Regions from separate parts of the Bos taurus genome. Here region 2 is linked to region 1. The links are chromatin contacts, called in public Hi-C maps. All regions are on one chromosome and are shown on one strand. The core of a region is the stretch at or near the end of the contact, and the rest is flanking DNA. Distances in the headings are between cores, read along the strand shown.

Region 1 (2,697 bases), core at 118-2,617:
AATCAAAAAGACCCCCCAACAGCCTTCGCTTCCATTTCTTTAAATAAACTGGAAATTAGAAATGTCTGTAAACATTCCATCCACGAACAAGTCAAAAGAACTAAGCCACACACCACAGAAAGGTCGAGTCAAATTACAGCAAAAAAGGTTTTAGTCACCCCCCCCCGCCGCCCCCCCTTTACGTCTGGCAGTTGATAGATTGCTGTAAATATCTGAAAACATTCCTGGTTTTGCATCTCTACAGTTCTGTTGACAAAAAGGCGTCTCAAAAAACAAGGGGAACAACAGCTACCAACAGCGAGCATTCTACAAAGCACCGCCCTCGAGTCCAGTCCTCAGAGGATTCGCAATGAAATAATAAAAAAAAAATTGCCCCGCACCCAGGCTTTAATTAACGCACTAGACTGGCCGACTGGTCCACCTCAAGCACCGCATAAACTTTTGGTTTCGCCTCCTCCGGCCCCTCAACACAGGGTCCCCCAGCCTGCCCGCCTCGCTCCTAGCGTCTCGCGCAGGCACAAACTCGGCTCCCAGACCAGAACAAAATGGAAACAATCGCAAAACGTATCCGATTCCTTTCCAAAGAGACAAAACACCAAATCGCTCGAAAATACTCCATCCCCTGCCACGTGCCGCCCTCCAAAATGCAAAAGTTTTTTTTGCATTTCAAATGCATCAAGTTTCCGCTTCTCTAAAAAGGAGAAAAAAATGTTTCTCTTTAAAATTTTTTCCTCCTTTTTTGAAATGGGGAAGAGAGAAACGGGGGAAAAAATATGGTCGGTGACCAGAGAAGAGAGACAAGATGGTGAAGCTTAGCAACAACTGTGGGGAGGCAGCAAAAAGCGAGTTACCCCAGGGTGGGAAGCAGCGGCGATTTCCACCCTTTTCCCGCCCGAAAACTGGGGTCCGGGGTCCGGGGTCGGTAGTTAAGAGGCCCGCGCGGGTCGTGGTGAAGGTCTGGGGTCCCGGGAAGGGGCGGCGGGCGGGATTTCACCGAAGAAAAAGGAGCTAGGGGCGCGGGGAGGGAGAGCAGGCTCGGCGACGCGGCGGTTGCTGCTGTTGGGCTGAGGCGACGAGAGACTGGGGAGCCGCCGGAGCCGCCGCTGCCTGAGGGGAGAGGAAAACTCGCTCCTCACCTCCATTTCTGGGCCAAAAAGTTTTGGGGCCAAGCCGGAGGGACCCTGGGTCCCCTCCCGGCACCGCCGGGGCCCGGCCCGGGGCTGACGGCAAGCGGGGCTCGGTTCCGGGGAAGCGGGCAGACGGGGAAACTTACCCCCCTTCTCCTTCGGCTGGAGCTCGGCGAGCTAGAGGCGGCGCTGGCGTTGGAGAGCGACGGCGGCGCGGCGGCGGCTGCGAACACAATTGAAAGATGGCTGACACCGAGGCTATCCCCCAACACAAGCCGCCCCGCCCCCGCGCCGCGCGCCAACCAATCACACACAATGGAGGGAAGGCTCGGCCCCGCCCCCGCCCCCTCGCTCGCGCCCCGCCTCCCCCCTCCCCCCGCGCGCCCGTTCGCTGGCGCGCGCTCGCCCCTCCCCCGCGCGCCGCCCGCTCCCTCCTCCCGGCTGCCTCGCGCAGTGTGTGTACAAACACAAAAGACACGCTGAAGGGCCGCCGGCTCCCGCCGAGACGGCCGCCCGCCCACCCCCGTTTTAACTCCAGCTCCCCGGCCCCGCACTCCCACCCAGCTCCGTGCGCACACGTCATGGAACTCAGGAAGCTCGGGTTTGGGGCGCCGAGGGGGAAGTTGGGGGGAGGGGCGGGCGGGAGGAGGCGCGGCGGGTGAACGCCCGGCCTGCGGGCGTCTCGGGCAGCGGCGGGGAGGGTGAGGGAGGGGGCGCCCCGCTCCGGCGCGCGTCCCCGAGGCGCCCCGGACGGCGGGGGGCGGGGAGGAGGACACCGCCGGCCCAGTCTCCGAGCCCCAGTTGCAAACACTACCCGACAGGAAGCTTGCAAATAGAAACCTTGCACCCCGCGCCTACATTCGGTTGGGGCTGCTCTAGCACTGGCAGGGCTGCCGGCGGCCGTTTCCCTCCTTTCGCTACGGGCCAGGTGCGGCCGGGCAGCCCGCAGACAACTTTATTCACTCAAGACACCGGCTCGGGCCGTGGCGGTCTCGCGGTGCAGGTTGCGGGCTGCAGGCGGTCCGCGAGAACTCTGCCACCTGGGACGCCTGGCTCCTCGCAGGTGGCATCTCCAGGCCGACGGAGACGGCCAGGGACGGGGCTCGCCTTCTTCCTGGGTCGGGATGCCTGATGCAAGATGGCTGTATTTTGTAAGCTTCTAAAACAATATATGGAATACACAGCTAACTGCCCGAGGGCCTGAATACCAGCCTTGGCAGCTGTTCTACCAGCCAGTTCGGCTTTTTAACCATTTCAGTTTTAGGTAGAATTGCCAAATGCCGTATAGTCAAATGTCAGCAGCTTCTGAATAGTTGGATGCGGCGGTAAGTGGCATAAGTAAGGAAAACGTCTTTGGGGATCATCACATTTATCCATTTTCCAATTCTCAGTAGCATAGGAAACAGATTTCAGGTTCAAGTTACCCACGTTGTCATTTCATTGGCCTTAGAATATATGCACCGTCCCTAGATGGCTTTGACAACACTTGAAACTACGTGCTAAGGTTTTCAATAGAAGTGTCGTGCAGACATCCCATAGGATAGTGAAGGAGATAAATTTCATAGATGGA
Region 2 (2,697 bases), core at 76-2,575, 41 kb before region 1:
GGCTAAAAAGCCTAAGCAGGCACTTCTGCGGTGAATGAAGGGGATTCTGAAAAGCTGACAAGTCTTGGTGCTGTGGGTCTAGAGTTCTCTTCGTTGCCGTGGTTCCCCTTAGCGGGTGATTCTGTGTGTATCGGGGCGGGGGAGACTACTATAGGAAGCATAGCGAGCAGCGATGCATTTGCTACCAAGGGACGCTTTCTTGCAAGATATTTCCAAAAAGGGGACCTCGCTGTGTAGCAGGTTATTTAACTTCTCCGAGCTCCATTTTCTGAAGACTGGAGATAATGATAACCTTGCAGGGCGGTTGCGAGGAGTATCCGAGCTTTATAAGGTCAGTTTCTGCTGCAGCGCCCTCCCACTGTGCGACCGGACCAAGGTCAGAAAGGGCGTCTGGACCTTGTCGGAGCTCTGGCCCTCACCGTCGTCGGTTCCCCGCGAACGCTGGCTGCGGTTTGAGCTGCAGAGACCCAGCTAGCCGACCCTCGCTCGCGGGGATGCGCCCTCCGAGACTGGGTGCTCCCGGCTCCGCCTTTCCTTCCTCCCCGCTCCCTCCGACGTCCCCTCTCCGGTGGCACACTCGGGGTCCGCTTCTCCCCGCAGGAGCCCGGAGCGCGACGCTCCCAAGAGCACCCGCCGCCGTCGTGCCCGCGGCCCACGGGGTCCGGGCGGCTCCTGGATGCGGCGCAAGGAACGTGTCTGGGAGACGCGGGCCTCCCCCTCGGCCCCACCGCCTCAGGCCTACAGAGAACACTTGGCCTGGCTCCGCGGCTCCCTCTCCTGCCGCATTGAACTTGGCCCTTCCCCCACGCACCGACACTTAAAAGCCGCTGCCAGGAACTGAAATATTAATAGGTACAAACTTCCTGGAAAGATTTTCTGCTCCAAGATAGATGACCCCCGCCTTCTTCCACCAAAATAAATAAATGAAGGGCAGCTCTGGGGCAGGCGTCCGGGGAGCCTGCGGCCCGGGAGCCGCTCGCGGGCGATCCTCCCCCGCCCCGCGTTGGGCTGGGGCCGCGGCAGCGCGGGCGCCCGGGAAAGGCTCTCCTTTGTACGCACGGCCCGCGTGCGCGCCGGCGGCGCGGACGTACCGGCGGCGGGAGAGGGGGCCTCCGGGCGCGCGCCCGCACCGAGTGGCCCCGGGCACCGGAGGTCGCCCGCCGGGCTCGGAGCGGTGGCTCGGGCTTGCACTGTCCCGGCGGGACGGAAGACGGGGAGGGTTTGACCGCCGCGATGCGTCCTCAGCTGCCCTCCCGGGCTTCACGGCCCACAGCCCGCCTCCAGCTCCTTTCCCCCGAGCGCGGGTCCCGCGGGGTTGGAGCGGGGAGGTGCCCACGGGCAGCCACGTGACCCGCGCGTTTTCCGAGCCCTCAGCTCCTCCCCCCGGGACAAAGCCCGGCCCGCCTTCCGTGCTCCTCCGCGGGGGCAGCTGTCATTTAGGATCCTCCGCACAAATCCCCTGCTTGCGTTTAAAGACACGTTTTGCTTTTTCAGAGTTCTTCGACATTCGGATCTCCCGGGCTTCCCTGGGCCGGGAGGCGGTTGTAGCGGAGGAAGCCAACCCGCCTCTGCCTTTCTGCCAGCCTCTCGGAAGCAGGTCACAGCCCCGCCGCTCTCCCAAGACTGAGCTGCCTGCTCCCGCTCCCATCTTGCGGATAGCAAGATTCCAGTGCAGGGAGGTTTCCGTGACCGCCCCTGACCCCGTCCCAACCCGGGGAGCGGTCTGGGCCCCCTGCCAGTTTCAGCTTCAGGCTTCTCAAGGCAGCAACTGCCCCTGGATTTGCTCCAGTTTTTCTGTCTTCCTGGAAGTCACTCACTCAAAATTTTTCTTGAGCGCCTGATAGGTTCCAGGTACTATTCTAGGCACCCAGTTGAGAGCAGCAAAAACAAACACATACAAAAGTCCCTCCTGGAGCTATATTATAATGGAAGAGACAGAACAGCATAAGTGAAATACATAGCGTGCCAGTAATTGAGGCAAAAGGCAAAAAATGCAGGGAAAGAGGGTGTGAAATGTACATGGAGGGAAATAGCGAGATTTCAGTTTGCCTACAGTGTTCCAGGAGCAGCCAGGAGGCCAGTGTGGCTGAAGCAGGGTGGCGGAGGAGAAGCTGGGGCTGAAGGGGTCAGCTGCGGAGGGGTGGGGTCGGGTGGAGGGCAGGGGAGATTAGATGAGGGAAGGCCTTGTGGGGCCATTGTAAGGACTTGGGCTTCTCTCCTGGGTGAGTTGGGAGCCCTGCAGGGTTCTGAGCAGAAGAAGGGCGCATTCTGATTTCTTTTAAAAGCAGCATTCTGAATGAGGACAGACTGCCGGAGGCAGGGTCAGAAGCCAGGAGGCCCTTTAGTAATCTAGGAGCCATGAGGGACATGTCCAACGGTGTTGGGAGCTAAAAATGACCGGAAATGGAATTTTGGAAATACTTTAATGGGAAAACTGACAAGATTTATTGCCAGGCCAGATACGAGGTAAGAGAGAGATAAAGAAAGGACAAGGAGAGTACCAAGGCTTTGTCTTGAGCAACAGGAAGAAAGAGTGGCCATTAACCAAGATGGAGAAAACTGGCCCTGCTCGTTCGGTGGGTGGGAGTGGGCCTCTTTGGGGTGCAGTTTGAACAGATGAGGTTTGGAGGTGTGCATGAGACATCCAAGGGCAGAGCTGAGTAGACACTGGTTAGACAGGTCTGCAGGGCCAGAGGA

Evidence for each region. Hi-C and Micro-C count contacts between places; a contact is called where the count stands out from the background.
Region 2: a contact with region 1 is called in a Hi-C map of skeletal muscle, with 5 times the contacts expected there. The contact joins the enhancer-like site here to the promoter of H3-3A in region 1. A contact is called at or near these places in 3 of 11 Hi-C or Micro-C datasets (liver, skeletal muscle and an unstated tissue).

The regions. Positions count from the first base shown.
Region 1 is chr16:29,078,333-29,081,029 of ARS-UCD2.0, reverse strand. It overlaps H3-3A (H3.3 histone A), which reads right to left and starts at 1,367. Exons shown (of 4, transcript NM_001014389.2): 1 at 1,274-1,367.
Region 2 is chr16:29,119,684-29,122,380 of ARS-UCD2.0, reverse strand. No RefSeq gene overlaps it. Among named protein-coding and RNA genes, the nearest start is that of H3-3A, 41 kb to the right of the region's middle. Within about 2 kb of position 1,325, at least 96 of the 102 cell types and tissues checked have an H3K27ac peak or open chromatin away from gene starts, as enhancers often do. A contact at or near this core is called in liver and skeletal muscle, where this site is marked.